Regions from separate parts of the Hordeum vulgare genome. Here region 1 is linked to region 2. A link is a contact called in public Hi-C data. All regions are on one chromosome and are shown on one strand. Each heading gives the region's core, a stretch centred on a gene start, on an enhancer-like site or on the middle of the called end of the contact. The rest is flanking DNA. Distances are from core to core; before and after follow the strand shown. Region 1 has its middle 36 kb from the start of LOC123428404. Region 2 holds the start of LOC123428404 (polyamine oxidase 5).

The links. Hi-C and Micro-C count contacts between places; a contact is called where the count stands out from the background.
Region 1: a contact with region 2 is called in a Hi-C map of leaf, with 2.6 times the contacts expected there. The contact joins the enhancer-like site here to the promoter of LOC123428404 in region 2. A contact is called at or near these places in 2 of 6 Hi-C or Micro-C datasets (leaf and seedling).

What each region holds. Positions count from the first base shown.
Region 1 is chr2H:650,942,319-650,945,234 of MorexV3_pseudomolecules_assembly, reverse strand. No RefSeq gene overlaps it. Among protein-coding and RNA genes, the nearest start is that of LOC123428404, 36 kb to the right of the region's middle. Within about 2 kb of position 1,569, at least 3 of the 3 cell types and tissues checked have open chromatin away from gene starts, as enhancers often do. A contact at or near this core is called in leaf and seedling, where this site is marked.
Region 2 is chr2H:650,906,349-650,909,581 of MorexV3_pseudomolecules_assembly, reverse strand. It overlaps LOC123428404 (polyamine oxidase 5), which reads left to right and starts at 1,497. Exons shown (of 10, transcript XM_045112598.1): 1 at 1,497-2,016. The coding sequence starts at 1,983.

The DNA.
Region 1 (2,916 bases), core at 320-2,819, 36 kb before region 2:
GCGTCACATCAGCAGATTGCGCTCCATGGCGTCACGCCAACAACAGAATCGACAGTAAACTAGTCCTCTCACCTAAACAACGAATGGGATGTAATTCGGTAACCAATCCTTTTTGTATAGCAGCCAATTTGTCGTACTATTATTAGTGTTAGAGCACCTCTAACATATCACGTATAATGTCAATTCGTAAAATATGTTTATAGTTCGTTGCAGAGCAGATTTGCAAAACGAATTCATGCGTTGAAGATCAAACCCAATATATGAAACTGTAAAATTAAAAAAAAAAACATTCACGAGATAAGCTTGCGAAGACATTCATCATATATATCATAGATAGGTCTTCATCAAACTACATCACAGTACTACATAAGAGAGGGATCTGCGGGCCGTGTAACGTACCCAAGCCTAGGCTATCAAAAACGAAGGATGCACGTCGATGACATGACGGAGCCGTAGAAGCTCAGTCCTCGTCAGAGTCAAGATCGATCCAGACCTTGGCATGTTCGTCCTTCATGACGCGCATATCCCTCTCCTTGGACGCATGTGCCTACGACGCGGCGAAGCCCTGTTCGAAGATCTCCTCGATCTCGAGCTCGCAGCGGATGCGCGCGTCGGCCTCCTTCACCTTCCTCACCGAGCGCTTCATGATGGAGTGCACGAGGTGGTCCTCTTGCCCCCGGGGGAGGTAGTCTTCAAGGTCGATGACGCCTCGACACGACGGGTCCGCGTCGGCCTCGAGCTTGACGACGAGCAGCCCGAGATCATTCGGTTTCTCTTGACTGGAGTGATCCGCCACGAGCTCGAGGTGCCCGCGGACGAGCTCACAGCGGCACAGGAGCCGGAGGAGACATGGCGTCGGACCGCGAGCTCGCGGCGGGCAGCTACCATAGTTGAGCCATCTCCGCGCATCACGCTTGCATGCGGCATCGGAGATGCGGCGGTGGCGGTGCTCCGCGTCATCTCCACCATTTCCGTGTCCGTCCATGAGGCGCTAGGGTTTTTTGGGTTCGGCGGCGGTGACAAATTAGCTGGAGTGGGAGAGGAATCGCGGCGGAGTGGCGGTGGAGGCGGATATGATTTGACCCATATCCGAGCGGTGTGGAGGGGGCCTTTTTCCGGACCACGGTAAAAAAATTACGGGCTGGATCCACGATACGGTGTTTGTCATGGCAAGAAAAAACGGACCAAACTTATATACTCGTCGAAATTATGCAGATTGAAATTCAGCATTTTTATGGTGTGTGGTAGAGATGCTCTTAGTTTTGAAACTAATACCAGTCTTTTTATTGAGCAATCCATGTCTATATACGCATCAATAAAAGTGGTGACGTAGATCTTTGTGCCTCGAAATTCAGTTCCGTTCAAAGGCCATTGTTCCAAACACGTACGCCCTCATCTTTCTCTTCGGCTTAGCCGAGGCGGAATAAACTCACCATTCATTCGCCGTGGCCAGCTCAATCAGGACGTCGTCCCCCGTATAAAGAAATCGTGGCCCCGCCTCGCAGTGTTGTGTACAGTGAGCCAGCGACTGCACTGCCTGCAGGTGACTGGCTCGACGACATCACTGCCTGGGACTGGCTCGACGACAGCACTGCCTGCAGGCGACTGGCTCGACAGCACTAGTTGCTCGGGCCCAGGCCCTGGACCTTTGGTCATGTCTTTTGCACTAGTTTGACTGCACAATTCTGTCCCTGGTGTGTGGCTAGTATAAAAACCGGATTGAACCGGAAAAAATCGAAACCGACAGTCTAATCGAGTTTTTAAGCTAATAATACCATTCTACAATAGGACCAGAGAAAACCAGTCAAACCGGCCGGTTTTCTAAAAACCTGTGAAAAACCGAGTAATTAAATCAGAAAAAACAGAAAAATATTTTAATAGAAATTGGAAAAAGTAAGATTCAATCCCACGTCGTGTGAGCAATACGCGAGGCCTGCCCACGACATTATATCCAACTAGGTTATGCTATTTTGTTGTCCACTACATAAAAATAATTTTATCTGACCATTATTTCATATTCCCTTCGTCCCAAATTTTTTATCTTAGATTTGTCTAAATATGAATGTATGGACTCACGTTTTAGTATCTAGATACATTCATTTCTAGACAAACCTAAGACAAAAAAATTAAGACGAATGAAGTACTATATTAACGCATATATTATTTAACATTTATTTTATTGCTTAAAAAACTTATAATCAAATCGATAAACCGATGGTCCGACAGATAAGAATCTGAACCGATAATCTTTTGGTTCAGTTTTTTAAACTATGGGTGCGCCAAGATATTTTGCGTGGTATGGCTGCGGTGGGTTGACGGCGAGGGGGAGCGGGAATCTGCAGGACAGAGCAAAGAGACAACCGACCCAGCTTCCGGCTGCCGCAGGGCTCTCCCCTCTCTCAACTCTACTCTATAATTGGGTCCGCCACTCAACATGGCAAATTGGCACCATCACGTGCTAACTTTCCCAGCATTTGGCTCCACTAACAGACTGGTTTCGGTCGAGATATGCTAGTATACAGTTCACATATACTACCTGTACCAGACCTGAGAGCATGTAGCTGGTGGCTGATGGACGGCCGAAATCACGCATGTGGACTGGTATGCTTGGTCGCGTCCACCATTCGTCACTCATAGCATAGGATATGTCCTGACGGGTAGCCGATTCAACACGTCACTTTGTAGATCGATTGATGATCCATAAAGAATGAGCGTTGGTTGCTTGGTTGGTTGGTTGGTAGACTCCTCGCCGGGTAGACTTGTGGAAAAGCGTCTACTGCATTTCCGCTACTATCTCTTCTTTCTCGCTTGGATTCTAGTAGCACTACTCTAGCAAAAATGCTAGACCTACTAAATCTTACTTATGTTTACTAAACCTTCCAACTAATCTAAACATGTCCTCCTGATTTTCAGGGG
Region 2 (3,233 bases), core at 248-2,747:
CGATTACGTGCAAAAATATGACAACTCAACATATTTAAAACCGGTGACCAGAAAGTGCCTAGTCCACCACTTCTACCGTGGCTACTTAGAGCAAAATCATTATCAAAGCCTAGAGTACCAGTTAAAATTTCCACCCTCACTCTATCAATTTGAGTTTCAACAATACACATGAAGGTAGGGCAAAGTTCTTCGCGATGTCGCGAATCTCTCGAACTATCGCCGCGTTGCCCGCGCCACGACAGTTCCAGCTGATAATACTCATTGGGTCCGGCGGTGCCCTTTGACAGGGCCCGCCAAACTTTGTTTTACCGCTCCAACAATGGGTTCCTTCCCAGTTGTAGTCCCCGATTTCTCAAGTCCCTATTGGGAGGGGGGCTTTGAGGGTTTAAGCCCTGTGGCACAATAGCAAGTTGATCAGTGCTCGGGTCAAGGAGCGGCTGCTGCATGTTCTCTATGCTCGTATCTACCCTATCACCCCTTTTCCGGTTCGACTCCAACATATCTATGTCATTGTCCTCCTAGAAGTTGTCCTCGCGGACCTCCCTGTGAACCACATCCAGAGTTCGAGTAGCCAGCGCGCGCCCTCTACCTCCTTTGCGTCCACATCCCCCTCCGGGGCCATAGCCTGTCCGCATTGCCCATGAAGCTCGAAGGTCTTTAAAGAACATCACCGATCGTGAGGGAACTCCATCTCCATGTTCCTTGTATACATGGCCAAGATGCCCACACACCGCACAACAATCAGGTAGTTATTCGTACCTCACCCTGTAAATCTGCCGCTCACCATGTCTGATCATCGAGACAACATTCTTGAGTGGTTTCCGAATGTCGATCTTGACCCACACACGGTAAAAATTACCTGCAAAATCGTGAGAGGGTTTTTGAATGAAAAGCACCTCATCAACTCTACTTGCCAGAGCTCAAACCACGTGTGTGTATTTGTCAGAACATCATGAATTTGCACCCATATATCGAGTGTGTAGAGCGGGACCTTGGATGGTTGTGTGGTGCCATCATATGGAGCGAGAATGACCGCGTCTCCACGAAAGTTCCAGGGGCCTTCTTGCATCACCCGCTCCCAATCTCCCAAGGAGAAGAATTGCACTGTATAGTGGTTGTCCTCCTTGCAATCGTGGGCGAGATCCCACGCTGCTCTCATGTTCTTGAAGAACCAGAACTGACTGTAGGGTTTAGTGATATGCACCCTAGTGATAACGATCCATCTGCAGGCCACATCTCGCGGGGCCTCCTTCTCATCATAGACAACATCATCTAGATCCTCCTCCCGGAGCCCGAGCTCCGCCATCATCTTCTCCACCTCGCCAGCGCTGGACGCCTTTGCCGAGGCTGAACTGTAGTACCACACTCCACTCCACTCCACTCGTAGTATAAGCCACAGGCATCGTGCCGTCCCAGCAGCAATAACGCAACTCCACAGGCGCGCACATGCAAAAACACCACCACTCGCCTGGCTATAAAACGAACCTCCCTCGCACCAGACCCGCACCGCACCAACCAACCCGACGCAACCCGACCCGTCTCGGCCAACCGTGCACCTCCCGCACTCTCCCTCCCACCCACGCACGCACCCTCGCGCGCTCTCCTCCTCCACCACCACCTCACCCGTCCGGGCTCGGCGGCGTGGCTCCGCAGGAAGGGATCGCCGGTGCGGGCGTCACCGGTGACGGGCCGTTTTGGGTATGAGAGGGGACCTCCGCGAGGCGCCGAGCACCACCACCACCACCGCAGCATCCAGCGTCGACGTCGGCGGCCCCATGGACGGCCTCCTCGTCTTCGTCTTCTACCTCTCGCTTCCTATACGTGGCGCCCGCGACCACTCCTCCTCCCTCTCCTCTAATTGCTAGCCTCCCGCCCGGATCGATCTCTTTCCCACTCTGTCTCTGTTTCGATTCGACTCGATCCTCCTTCCCGCCGCCGCCGTCGCCGTCGCGCTGCAGCTGGGCTCGTCGGTCTGACCGAGGATGGACCAGCCGCCGAATGGCTTCGCCGCAGGAGGTGCGTGCCCGACCAAAACACTCCCCCTGTCATTTTCCCGTTTCCTTCCTCAAAAGATATTGTTTCGTGTTCAGTAATTTTCTTTCCAGTTTTGATTGATGTGTTCAGTGTTACGTCAGTGTGAAGAAACCTCTCAGCGTTTCGCACTGGGTTGATTAATTCCACTACGTAATTGTACCAGCGGTGTGGGGGTAAATATTACCAGTAGAACTAGTACTTAATTAATTGTGAAATTGATCGGGCGAAATGTAGCTGTCGTGGAAAGTGGACTGACGTCCCAATCGTGCTGCTAATCGACCCTGTCTGTGACAGTTTAGTGTCTTCTCCAGCGCTCAAAAGGGCAAAAATTATTGGACCAGAATTGTTCCTCAGATTCATTTGATGTTGATGTATAATAAGGGACCACCACTCATCTCTGGGGCCAATCATCTTAAAGACGATATTTTTTAACAAATGATGGGCCTTACTTAGTAGTATGATTGATCAGCCGAGCTAAAAAAAATTCTTATGAAACAAAGAGATATTTTTGGTGACTTAATCGCCGTATGGTAGACACATAAAAAGTGGCGTTGGTCGGTCGATGAGAATCTAGAAGAATGAATCTTACAAGCAAACCGGTGAATCGTCATAGAAACAGAGGATGTTACATGTAAAAAAAAAGAAAGGGGCTGTGATGGCGACGGGCAAGTGAAACCATGAAAGGGATGTAGAACAAGGTTCCATAAATCAGAGACCACTAAAAAGTTGAAAAAAATCAAGCACTTTTGCGTTTGCAAGAAGACAGAATGGGGGGGCAGCATTCAATGTCTATTTGCTCCTCATTCTTGTCCGCCTTCTTTTTTATAGCATATGCCTCTGCGTCGGTTAATCCATAGTGCTGCGGATCGAATAAATTCAAGGGATTGGTCAGGCTGATATTGTTCCAACTCTCTTGTTGGTAATCAACTAGACGGAATAAATCACTCACGGCATATTCCTGAACGATTGTTCTGTCAATCCCAAAAGGGCAGTCCCATTCAGGTGGCTTTTCATATGCTAGAATGGACAACTATGACCAGTTGCAGATTTAACAAACAATTGGTCAGTATAAATTAACCCACACAGTGCACTGAGTGGAGATTTTGGCATGTGCATGCTTGTTCAGGTAGATGGTTGAAAAATACCCCCTCTGTAAAGAAATATAAGAGCGTTTGGATCACTACTTTAGTGATATAAAT